Linked DNA regions of Macaca mulatta: region 1 is linked to region 2. A link is a contact called in public Hi-C data. All regions are on one chromosome and are shown on one strand. The core of a region is the stretch at or near the end of the contact, and the rest is flanking DNA. Distances in the headings are between cores, read along the strand shown. Region 1 has its middle 42 kb from the start of MGST3. Region 2 overlaps RXRG (retinoid X receptor gamma).

Region 1 (6,291 bases), core at 932-3,431, 190 kb before region 2:
GGGTCACCACACAGTAATCACCACAGTGGAAATCAGAACCCAGGGGTTTGTGCCAGCAGCCACTAGAGTGTTCTGTCTTCTTTATACCCATGTTCTATTTACAACGTCAAGTACACATATGTCTGGGAACTCTGGCCCTTCTTCTGTGTATCCTACTATTTCTAGAGTTGTCTGCCCTACAGTGTCATTTCTCCTGACTAGGAGCTTCTGAGAAAAGGCTTTCACTTCAGCTTTTTCCACTCGTCTTTGTTCTCCTCCCACTGCCTCTTTTCCAAACACTCAGACTATACTGATTCAGCAATGAATGAGGATGTCCAGGATACTGTGATATTTAAAAAAATGATGGAAGAGTAGGAGTTAGGGAAGGTGAACCCTATTTGAGTCTTGCCTCCCCAAGGCTTAACATGCAGAGAGCCATTTAGATGGCTACAAGGTAACATGAGAGAAAAACATACACCAACCTGCCTACATCGTGGGGAGTGATATTGAGCTCTTGAGGCCAGTGGATCTGAGGTCCAGATGTTAACAATATTCCTTGTCCCCTTAAATGGCTTGAAAGCCTGAAATATAATTCACCTAAATTCTAGCAGCTAGAGTGACTTGAAATACCAGTAAGGTAGACCAGCTATATGAAAAGAGGAAAGGAAGAGTCAGGAAACAGTAGAAGCCAAAAAACTTTCTTTTGAGTTGTTAGAAAAGTAAAGAGAGTCAGCCTGCCCTTCTCTCTGCTATACCATTTCAGAGCTCTATGGAGAACAAGATGCTAGACTCCTAATGAAGATAGATTCCAGCTAAGGTTCAAAAATAAAACAAGAAAACCTCCCGAGGGACCTATGGAGAACTGACTGGGCAGAGGTGCTCAAGTATGTGAAAATTATAGTAACACTGGTTTTATAAGTCAGAGCCCGGAACATCAAAGCACAACATAACATTGGTATATTTCCGTAATGGAAAATGAAGACCTTTCCTTTTATTAATAATGTTCCTGGAAAAGCAACTCTCTATATAGGGAACTCAGAATTACAGCACCCTTTCTGTAGTCAGAAACAAGCTTGGAAGTGAAGTAAAAACAGTATAATAATGTGAGCAATGGGAAGTGACTTCAGCAGAATGGAGGCAAAGCCATTGTGAGAATAGGAGAGATTCAGCCAGGCACTATCAGAAGAGAAGGGAAGGGGGTAACACAATGATTTGAAAAGTACAAAGATGTCATGTATGTGGGGCTTTAAAAATTAACATTGTTTTTCCTTTCAGAAAATAGACAAGGTCTGCACAGCTAAGAAGAACAATTCCATGTTTTATGTGCATTTGATGAAAAAACAACTGAAGTAAATCTAAAATAATTCTGACGAAGAACTGATCATAGTCTATGACTCCTGAAGGTTTCTGAAGAAAGTAGCATACATGCTCTGAGTGCTGATTGGATGCAAATTCTTTGCTGGTTATTCAGGCATCCTTCTATCCTTTCTCTTCTGGGCCTATGAGTTAAATCAGCCATAAGACTAACAAACACGCAGCCTGGATTTGCAGGGGCAGGACTAATTTAAACCAGCCACTTTCCCCACCAGTTCAATAGCTGTTTTTTTTCCATCTTGTATCCTGATAATGGACCAGAAAATGTAGTCATTTTATCCATGAAAGAGAAGCTTACAGAATTTTCATTTCCTTCTAATTTTCCTCCCATTGGTTCAGCTGTTGTCTTTCTTCTTTCAAACTTTTCAATTATTTCTTTTTTCTTTCCTCTCTGTTATCTTTCATTACTCTCGTATTTTCCCCCTGAAACTCTAGTCCTTGCTAGGTCTCACTAGTGTGCAGAACGGGGTTGGCAGAATACCAGTCACCTCACCTCACCTTCCCTCCTCCCCCTTCTCCTCTCCCTTCATTTCCCCTACCCTCCCACTCCCTTCTTTCTTTCCCTCCTTCTGACGGTATTCTCTTCCCCAGAAGCAGCATTTTCTTCTTCCACTCAGAACCTTACTTCACCAACATGCCCACGCCTTCCCTGAACCTGCACAATTACTGACTTTCTCCAAAGACCTGTTGCAACTGTCCCCACCCAGGGCTGTCATTATTATTATTGGGTTGTTTTGTTTTTCGATCTCAGGAGCAAACTCTGGAGTTGTGATCCAGTCACCTTCTTCAGCACATGACGCAGGGTACCCAGTAGGGTGTGATCTCAGACACGCAGGGGAGGGCTCCGTGGGCCCGTCGCGTATCCCAGCACTTTCACTTCCTGGGATTCCTCTGAAACCATCTTCTTGGCCCCACAGGAACACTCGACTTAAAAGTCTCCGCTCCTCCCTTAACTGGAAGATTGAGTTTTAGTCACTAACATCCATTTCACAGGCCAGGGGAAATACAGCCCCCTTCTCCGTCCAGTTTCTGTACCCTAACCCCGCCCTCCCAGGGAAGCTGACCACTCAGCTCGAGCTTATGTAGCAGCGCTTGATTGGTGGATCACGAAAAGCGCGCTAGAGAGGGCGGAACTCATTGGGCTGACTCTCCGCGCTTGGGAGGTGCCCTCGCCCCTGCAGGGACTTTGGCCGCTGCTCTGGGCGGCCTGTTGCCGTAGCAACCGCTGAAGCTCTGGGCTGCTGAGGCCGCCTGGCAGCAGGCCGAGCCCCACGCAGGTCCCGGGCTTGCCAGGGATACAAACTCCAGTTCCTTCAGAAAGCCTTCCAGATCGACGAGGAGAGGTGGGATAGTCCCGATGGCTCCACCTCGGCCAGCCACGGGAAGCCCTAAGTTTTATTCGTCATCCCCAAAGCATTATTATTATTCACCCTTAAGGTAAAAACCCACTTGCTTTTGACAGGAGCACAAGAAATACTTTTATTTTATGAGTTAGTGTAATTGCTTAAAATAAGTAAACTCTGAAAAGGTCGGCAATCAGCCTTTTTCTGTCACTTCCCTACTTTTGGCCTTTTATATGAAAAAACAAAACAAACAACCAACCAACCAAAAAAACCTTTCCTGCTGGTTTTTTATATACTTGCTAGACATTTACATTTTGTTATTTGGGTGCCTACAGTGTATTTCCGCCCACGTAGAGAGATTACACCACGAATCCCTGCCACCTTCTGAAAAGTAGGTGCAGTTTACCTACTTTCTGTTTTCAGATATGTGAAAAGACGCAGAAAGAGTAAAGGAATATGTCGAAGTTACTCCCGGTGGGATTGGGGCTGGCCGCGGGAAGGGACATTCCCACCATCTCATTTCGAACCACCTTGGTTTGCAGAGAAGAGACCTGGTTTTCTATCAGAAGGTGGAGGGTACTGCTGGGGGAAGTGGGTAACAAGCAGACAAAAAGGGAAAGTGGGAGAATGTACCTGGCATTCTTGGATATCCTCAGTGTAAAAATATTTCCCTTTCCCGAGTTGTTCTTATTTTATTTTTATGTATGCATGTATGTAGACATTTTAGCAAATAGTCAAAAAGCATTTGCAACTAAGTAGATCAGTAAGCTGGTTGGTGCCATTTTCTTTTCTTTCTTTTCTGTTTTGTTTGTTTGTTTGTTTGTTTGTTTGAGACAAGGTCTCACTCTGTCACCCAGGCTGGAGTGCAGTGGCACTCTCGGCTCACTGCAGCCTCCACCTCCTAGGCTCAAGTGATCCTCCCACCTCAGCCTCCCAAGTAGCTGGGACTACAGGCATGTGCCACCACACCTGGTTCATATTTGTATTTTTTTGTCGAGACAGGGTTTTGCCATGTTGGCCAGGCTGGTCTCGAGTTCCTGAGCTCAAGTGATCTGCCCATCTGGGCCTCCCAAAATGCTGGGAAACACAACGCCCAACGTCGGGCTCAAACACACGACCCTGAGATTAAGAGTCTCATGCTCTACCAACTGATCTAGCTGGGCACCCCGTTTTGGAATTTAAAAAGAATAAGAAAAAATATGACTGTTGAAGAATGCACTGGTTTTCTTATGCATTTGGATGTCTAAATTCTGATAATTAAAATTAGCCCATCTTTCCTTCTTTCTTTCTCTCTGTCTCTTCCATCTTTGTCTCATTTTCACACAAAGGATTTGGAGAAATGGCTTAATACAGTCATTTCATTTAAAGCTGCTTTGAAATATAAAAAAAATACAAACGTGAAGTATATTACTATTATTTTAGGCGTTGCCAAATTTATTACCGAAATTCTTAGTTCAGGTGAAACCCCATCTCTACCAAAAAATACAAAAATTAGCCGGGCGTGGTGGCACACGCTTGTTATCCCAGCTACCAGGGAGGCTGAGACGTAAATCACTTGAACCCAGAAGGTGGAGGTTGCAGTGACCCGATATTGTGCCTGCCACTGCAGTCCAGCCTGGGCTACAGAGTGAGGGCCTGTCTCAAAAAAAAAAAAAAAAAAAAAAAAAAAAAAAAAAAAAAAAAAGAAGAAGAAGAAGAAGAATTCTTAGTTATCACTGATTATATCCTGTGGTATTCAGTATTCAGATTAAAAGAGGCTACGGGTATGTCACTGAAAAAAATTATACAGCTAAAAGTAGAAAACATTGAACAAAATAATTTCCTGTTGACTTTGTAATTTGAGAAACATATTTTTAAAAATTTTATTTCTGCAACCTTTTGTAGGGATTCCTAATACTTTCTTTACATTTTTAGCGCCAATGTTGTTAATGAAATGTATAGCTTGAATTGCCAGAATTTGGGGGTTTTTGGGTCAAAAGGAGTCAAATATTTGCAGTTTCATATGATTCAACCTACTATGTGAATAGGGAAATTTTGTTTAAAAATATTTTTGAGTTTATCCTTTTTTGATATAAGTGATTACCTAATGTATTGGTTTTATAAGTTAAGATTTTATACACTTTCAGCAGGACATACTTAGACTTTACCAGACTTTTCTGTTTTGCACATGTGTATAGATATCCTGACTAGAAATTCAGGAATTTAAGGGCAACTAGAAATCTTTCAGCACATGTCTTTCACAGCATTAACCACAATCTTCCCTGACAAGTTGGAGGTTACTGACTTTGAAACATAGCCAGCTGCTGGGAACCCAATGTGTATTCCTTCCATGACCCTTAGAAACTGGCCTGTTTCTTATTAATGATTTTTTTTTGTTTTGTTTGAGGCATGTTATGGTCCATTGTTTTGGTTAATTTCCCGATCTTCTGCCATTCTTCTTGTACAACTCATTTTCTTTGTGGTAGGTCTTAGCAAAAGATACCGTGTACAGAAAAGGGGCTTCTGGAAATTATCATGTTTCAGCAACAAAATTGTTTAAACATCTGACAATCATTTACAACCAAACATCTCTGGTCCCATCCATGGAAAATATCACACATAGCAGAGAAAATTGAAAAGAGCTGGCAGAAGATATCTGTTGAGTTTGTATTGCACACTGTTCAAATGGGTTCCTAGGAAACCTCAGACTGGGGTTATTTTTTTTGTTTTACTTCAATTTAACTTGTTGGGTCTGTTCCCTTATGCTGAAAGTGGGGGATCAGAGTCTGGTTTTGAAGGTGAACTTGAGAAATTAATTAGTTCATTCTCCTCCTGTCTGGAAACTTGGCATCGTGATGGACTTAGAGTCTGATTCCAAAGGGCAGATGGAGACTCTTTGAAATTCTTGGACAGGCAAAATGTCTTCTGCCATCCCAGGATGCACTCTGCCTGCCCAAGAACCTTGCTCATGAAGTCTAGTCTTAGGTACCACTGTGCCGAGGGCTCTGTAGAAGGAGCAACTCCACATGGTTTGGACCAATTGTTTGTCAACCTAGGGAGTAAGCCTGATCTTTTAATTCCTGGTTAGAAACTTTGACTGTATCTTGTCTTTAGGAGTCCATTGACCTGTAGATTTCTCTAAGTCCTTTTTTTCCAGAGTTGTTTTTGATAAGAAAAACGTGTAAGGAGCCCTGGTTAGCCTGAAAATAAGCCTTCAAGGTGAATTGGTTTAATCCTAGGATGTGACTAGCCTTTAGCTCACAATGACATTTCCATCTGCTTTAAAGACATTGAACTAGGTAGGGGTGAGAAGATTCTGCAGTGTCTTAGGAACATGCTTCTGAGGGGAATAGTAATAGCTCAGCTTTCTCTAATATAAGAAATGTGAAGTTATTGTTGAGCCTGATAGGGCATATTCTTCTAGTATATAAATCACACTATTATTAATGTAATCTGCAGGATAAAAAACTTTGGGATAATTAGTGAACAAATCAGTCACTCATAAGGCATACAACCAGAGAAAATCAGGCTTCATTAGTTTGCTTATGATGAGAAGCTCCCAGTTAATAATTATAGTTGTCTTAATTGAACCTCAGATGGCAGTTTTCTGCCTATC
Region 2 (6,630 bases), core at 2,991-5,490:
CTGAGCTGGTTTCCAAAATGAAAGACATGCAGATGGACAAGTCGGAGCTGGGGTGCCTGCGAGCCATTGTGCTCTTTAACCCAGGTAACCACCCTTGGACCCCAGGGGATGTGTGTGTTCACCCCTCTCCACTGTCAGCCTCCAGTGCTCCCATGTTGTTGGTCCTCCAGCTCAGCTGAGACAGAGACGGCAGAGCCAGGAATCCAGGAGAGCTCACAGTGTCAGCTAGAGCCATCTTGAAAAATGTTTTGAATGGGTGTGGCAGGCACATGCCTGGGGCAAGTGGGGAAGATGAAAGATGATGGTGGCCCACGGTGGCAGTGAAGGGGGTGGTAAAAAGCGGTCAGATTATAGATATATTTCTAGGTAAAGCCACTGTGATTTGCCGATGGATTGAATGTAGAATGAGAAAGAAAGAAAGGAGTTAAATATGACTCTCTGTTTTTTTGTTTTTTGTTTTTTAAAGTTTTGTTTTCCTGAACAATGGGAAAAATGAAGTTCTCTTCACTGAGAAGGGGAAAACTCCATGAGGAGCAAGTTCTGAGAGTGGGTGGGTAGGAATCAGGATCTTGTCTTTGGACATTAAAATAGGAGATGGGTAGTAGATATCCAAGAGTGGCTTCCCAGGAAGCAACTGCTCATATGAGCCTGGACTTCATGGGAGAAGCCATGTGCATCCGAGAGCTGTCAGCCTCTGCCTGTGTAAGGCCATGACACTGGGGTGAGATCATCTGGGAAGATAGAGCAGAGAAGACGGCTGGGGACTGAGCCCTGGGGCATGCCAACATTTAGAGGTCAGGGAGAAAAGGAAGAGCCAGCAAAGGAACCTGAGAAGGAGCAGGCAGTGAGATAAGGAGAGAATCAGAAGGGTGGTGTCCTGGAGGCTCGAGGGAAAATAGTCTTTCAAGAAGGAGGCGATCAGCTCCAGCAAACTGCTGTGGTCAAGAAAGAGGAACCTTCAGAATTACGTAATCATTCATGCAGAGGCTTTATCTCCAGAATTAGGCAGTTAGTTCATCAATGCAGGACATGTGCCAATTCAGCTTTTGTGTCCCATCTTATCACTCAGTCCATGCTTAGCACATAGTGGGCACTCGGTAAATGTGTGCAGGTAATATTTCGAGAATAGTCTGGATAAAATAAAGCTCTTCTCCTTAGAGTCAGTGGTGGGTACATTTGCCTATTCATGGAGTTTAAAATCTTTGCCCTAAGAGTTTTTTGGGTAAATTGGACACGGAAAGAAGAGCAAGGGGGAACGAATGACTAGCTTTGTTTATTTCACACTTGTCCCTATCCAGGGTGTCTCTAGTAACTCTAGGGAGGGTGGCCAGAGGGAATGGGGACAGCCTCTGCTGGAGGGTGTAATCAAAGGCTAACTCAGTCATCTCTTTTAGATGCCAAGGGCCTGTCCAACCCCTCTGAGGTGGAGACTCTGCGAGAGAAGGTTTATGCCACCCTCGAGGCCTACACCAAGCAGAAGTATCCAGACCAGCCAGGCAGGTGAGAGAGTGCTGGCATAATGGCAGTAACAGCAGCAACTACTCCCATTCTTCAACTATTGAGCCCCTAAAGTGCAGCAGGCAAAGTTTAGGTGTTTTCAAATGTTATTTAGTCTTCATAACAAGCTGAAAGCCACAAAAATGTTAATTCCATGGTGATAGCGGCCTTATCTGTCTTATTCACCATTCACTCCTCTAACCTCCACAGGTAAAGCAGTGCCTGACACATAGCACACATCTTTAAATGGAGGATGAATAGCAAACAAATGAATAAATGTGGGAATTATTATCTCCGATTTCTATCAAAAAACAGAACCTCAGAAATGTTAAGTAACTTGCTGAAGACCATAATGCTAGCACGTGGTGGAGGTGAGATGTGAACCCAGTTCGTGTGATTTCACAGAGCCTGTGTTTGAGGTGTGACTGCATTGCTTTCTGGTCTGCCCCCATAGAAACCCCCATGCAGGAGGAAGTACAGGCTTTGGTAGCCAGAAGGCATGGCTGCTGGTCCCCAGGGTGCCATGTGTGTGGCATCTGGGAAGGTGCTGGGTCTGGGTCTGGGCTCCTCATTTGGAAAGGTGGATGTCGGTCTAGCAGATCTCTGAGGCCATCTAGCAGTATAGGTATTTCTGAGTTATTAAAAGATATTCTCAAAAGTTTTTTCCAAAGTACAGCTAAGCCAAAGAGTTTTCCCTCTCTGCTAATGCCAGTTAAAATGAGAAAACATGATCCTCAAATCTCGTAGAAATTGGAAATGAAACTGAAAAGACTGTCTTAAAGACATTAATTTTGTTTGAGGGATTAATTTTACATGCTGCCAATGCTCACTAATTATTTCTATTCCTCTGTGAAGTCTAATATCTACTTAGCTGTTTATCCTGGATCATAAGCCGACATCTAGCAATTGTCCAGAAGAGACTGAGCTGTGTTTTGTGTTGGAGGCTGTGGATGAATTCGAGTAGGTGGGTTTTGGCCCTTTGGTGCAATGAATAGGCAGGGCCTAGTTTATTAGTGAGATGAAGCTGAATAGACCCACCAGATGCCACCAGTTTAACACAAGCATCTATTGCTTGCTCTCAAATCCGGGTGGGCAGTCAGTTCAGAGAGCTGGTTGTCTTGCACGCCATCACTCAGGGACCAAGGCACCTTTTTTCCTGTGTCTCCACCATGACCCAGAGCCATACTGTGTTTTGCATCCAGATGATGGAAGCTGGAAGAGGTGGAGGAGCAGAGAGGCGAGGCCATATGGGCCAGACCTGGGTCTTAGAGCGCCCTCACCTTTTCCTTCACTTTCATTGGCTGATTCCAAGTCACGTGGCCCAGCTGGCCACAAAGGAGGCTGGAGAATGTACCCTGTTGTATGCCAAGGAAGAGAAGAAAAGATTGGATTTTGGTGAATCTAGCAGTTCACTATAGATGAGATTGAGAGAGCCCTGATCAAGGGGTCAGGACGTGGCTGCCAGCATTGGCTTGGCCTCTGTCAGGTGTGAGCCCTGAGCAAGTCATCTTAACTGAAGCCCTGAGCTGGATGCTTTCTATCAAATCTTTCGTTTTTTGAGCACATATTGTGTGCAGGGCATTAGAAATAATGAGTGTCATACATTTTCCTGAAATTGGCTCTATGACTTGCTGTTTTTCTTTAAAAACCAACAAAAAACTCCAACTCACTTTTTTTCCTAATTATAAAAGCAATGCATGCTTTGGTTAAAAAAAAAAAAATTAGAAAAATATTTTTTAAAAATACGCAGTGGCTCACGCCTGTAATCCCAGCACTTTGGTAGGCCGAGGCTGATGGATCACCTGAGGTCGGTTGTTCGAGACCAGCCTGACCAACATGTAGCAATCCCGTCTCTACTAATAATACAAAAATTAGCCCGGTGTGGTGGCATGCGCCTATAATCCCAGCTACTTGGGAGGTTGAGGCAGGAGAATCACTTGAACTGGTGAGGCGGAAGTTGTGGTGAGCCGAGATCGTGCCATTGCACTCCAGCCTGGAGGACAAGAGCGAAACTCCATCAAAAAAAAAAAAAAAAAAAAAAAAAAAGCAGATAATAAGAACTTATTGTAAATATTTTGGTATATTTCTTTCCAGTATCCTCATGTATCTATTATATCTTGTGTGTATCTTCGTATATCTATTATGTATTATATATATCCTGTATGCATTTCTAGATATGAAATTATACAGTTTTGTGTGTTATTTTCTTCCCTTAGCCATTCTAGAAATTGTATTCAATTATTGACAACTACAAATTATCATTTTCAAGGGTTTTGTAATATTTTGCAGTGTGACCATATCCTAATGTATTTAGCCATTGCCCTGTGATTGACATTTGGGTTGTTTCTAATTCATATCACTTTGAAAATTTTGGAACTTGACTCTTCTGCCGGAAGACGGCTGGTAGGGGGCTGGGCTGCCTCCACACACTGGGGAGAGAGGCCAACATTTGTTGCCAGGACTAGGGCAGAGCCTGGAACTGCAGAGAGGTAGCAGAGGATGGGTCCATTGCATAGTCTCCTGGGTTTGTCCAGCACAGCTTGGACTGAGGGTGACTGCCCTGATCAAGTGTTCACAGTTGGCTCAGCAAGTATATCAGGGGTGTCACTGGCCAGGCATGTGGGTGTGCTGAGGGCTGGTCACCTCTGGTCGGCAGAACCTGGTTGAAGGGGATCCTGGCACAGCCAGGTAGAGGCGGATTTCTCAGTGGGAGAGTGCTGCCACGCTGTGGAGATGTCTCAGAAGTGCATGTCACAGGGGCCACGTTCTGCTTTCGCTCTGATCAGAAAGCAGAGCTCAAAAGTCAGGTCACAGAACTCACACACACACTCTCTTGCACGCACAGCAGGCACCTTCAAAGGCGTAAATCCCTCTTGCTGCTAACCTGTGGGCAAGGAATGCTGGGACATTCGTCTATTAGATTTGATCTCAGTTCCTAAATCCAGGTCACACAACAAAGAGGGCAGTACGATGGCATACTTAGAATTTTGGATGTTGTAAAATCTTGGGCTTTTTAGAGTTAAAAAAAAATTTTAGAGTTAATCCCAGTCTAACTTTGCACTTATGGAGAAGCCGTTTCCTTTGCCTACTTCCGTAAAGCTTAATGGCAGAGGCACAGCCAGGAGTTCAGACTCCTTATTGTCTAACGACCTCTTTCCTGAATGGTGATGCCACTCAAATGCTTTCAGGGGCTTTACCACTGGAGGCTTTCGAAGTAATGTGTGGCATTGGCATAGATCTTTAATTTTTCCATGCAGGGAAGCAATTTCTACTTTTTTCGATGGTGCCACTTTATTTTCCTTGTATTGCTACATTTCTTTAAAATGTCATATGGCATGAGTATAGAAATATACACATTTTCAAGGAACATTGAAATTCTCATTTGTACTTTTTCATGAAATGATGCTGTGACACTCAGTAAAGATTCATCTGGAACCAGAAATCTCTGACTTAGGGCCATAGTGACTAATGTGATTTTGGTCCTTGAGTTTTTTATTGGAAGTTGTGAGTAGAGTGACTTCATATCTAGTAGTATTAATAACATTAAAAATGAGCTGGCATTGCATTGTGCACAGAGGGCACAATGTCACAGACAGAGTGAAAAATGTCACAGAAAGAGGTGCCCGAAAGGACATGCAGATGGGAGATGAATTCCTTCACACACTGTTCTTTCTCCCTTTTGTGAACCTCACAAGTGTCTTCAGTTATCAAAAAATGTGTGTGAGGGTGTGTATGAGTGAGTGAGGATGTGTGTGTGTGCATGTGTGCATGTTGTAAGAACATGTTAGAGTGTGAGTGTGGAGTGTGTTTGCATGTGTGTATGTGTGAGTGCATGCATGCACATGTGTGTATATGAGTGTGCATGTGTACGTATGTGAGACCACAGGCATGAGATATGTGAGATTAAGTATGTGCACATTTGTAAGTATGTGTATTGTGTGTAATGTGCATGAATATAGTGCAAGAGCATATGAGTGTGTGGATGTGTGTACAAACACATGAAGTATGTGTGAAGGTGTATATACATGAGAGTGTGTGAAGGTGCGTGTGCATGAGTGTGTGTGAAGGTGCGTGTGCATGAGAGTGTGTGAAGGTGCATGTGCATGAGAGTGTGTGAAGGTGTGTGTGCATGCACATGTTGTGAAGTCATGTGAAAGTGTACATGAGTGGGCATGTGTATGTGTGAGGGTGTGTGTGAATGCATGTGTGTGAGGGAATGTGAGAGTGTAAGAGTGTGAATGTGCATGTATGTGAGTGGTGAGGATGTGTGTGCGGGCACATGGGTGTGAAGCATGTGCGAGTATGTGTGATAATGTGTGGGTCAGTGTGTATGCATGTGTGCATGTATCCTCTCCCCAAACAGACCATAGACTCCTCGGGGGCAGAGACTATGATTTTCTATCTCCTCTTTTCCTAATTTAAGGGTAAGCACAGACTAAGAAGTTGACCATAAAAATTGGTAACAATTGGCCGGGCACAGTGGCTCACGCCTGTAATCCCAGCACTTTGGGAGGCTGAGGTGCGTGGATCACCTGAGGTCAGGAATTCGAGACCAGCCTGGCCAACATGGCAAAATCCCGTCTCTACTAAAAATACAAAAATTTAGCCAGGTATTGTGGCGGGAGCCTGTATTTGCAGCTACTCGGGAGGCTGAGGCAGGAGAATTGCTTGAACCTGGGAGGCAGAGGTTGCAGTGAGCTGAGACTGGGCCGTTGCACTCCAGCCTGGGCAACAAGAGTGAAACTCAGTCTCAAAAAAAAAAAAAAAATTGGTAACAATTGGTTACAAATTGGCAACAAAAATTTGGTGACTGTGGACCCCAAGGCATGTGCCGGTAGTCTCACCTACTTAGGAAGCTGAGGCGAGAGGACTGCTTGAACCTAGGTACTCAGGTCCAGCCTGAGCAACATGGTGAGACCCCATTCTTAAAAAGACTTTTTGTGGGGGCTGGAAACTGAAACAAATTGATGGCATGATGGCTAGAGTAAGGTTCTCAAACATGTTCATCTAATGGTGACAGCTGCCATGGACTGAGCACATTCAGTGCCTCACGCTCGGCTCTAGGTGCCTCAGCAGATCTGTGTAGGTACCCGAGGGACACAGAGACTGTGAGGAGCCAGTATGGCTGGCAAC

Evidence for each region. Hi-C and Micro-C count contacts between places; a contact is called where the count stands out from the background.
Region 1: a Hi-C map of blood shows a contact between it and region 2, with 7 times the contacts expected there. The contact joins two enhancer-like sites. A contact is called at or near these places in 10 of 14 Hi-C or Micro-C datasets (CD4 T cells, blood, cortical neurons and 6 more).

The regions. Positions count from the first base shown.
Region 1 is chr1:23,251,336-23,257,626 of T2T-MMU8v2.0, reverse strand. No RefSeq gene overlaps it. Among named protein-coding and RNA genes, the nearest start is that of MGST3, 42 kb to the left of the region's middle. Within about 2 kb of position 2,181, at least 33 of the 40 cell types and tissues checked have an H3K27ac peak or open chromatin away from gene starts, as enhancers often do. A contact at or near this core is called in blood, where this site is marked.
Region 2 is chr1:23,058,616-23,065,245 of T2T-MMU8v2.0, reverse strand. It overlaps RXRG (retinoid X receptor gamma), which reads left to right. Exons shown (of 10, transcript NM_001257610.1): 8 at 1-84; 9 at 1,395-1,500. Among named protein-coding and RNA genes, the nearest start is that of RXRG, 41 kb to the left of the region's middle. Within about 2 kb of position 4,240, at least 3 of the 40 cell types and tissues checked have an H3K27ac peak or open chromatin away from gene starts, as enhancers often do. A contact at or near this core is called in blood, where this site is marked.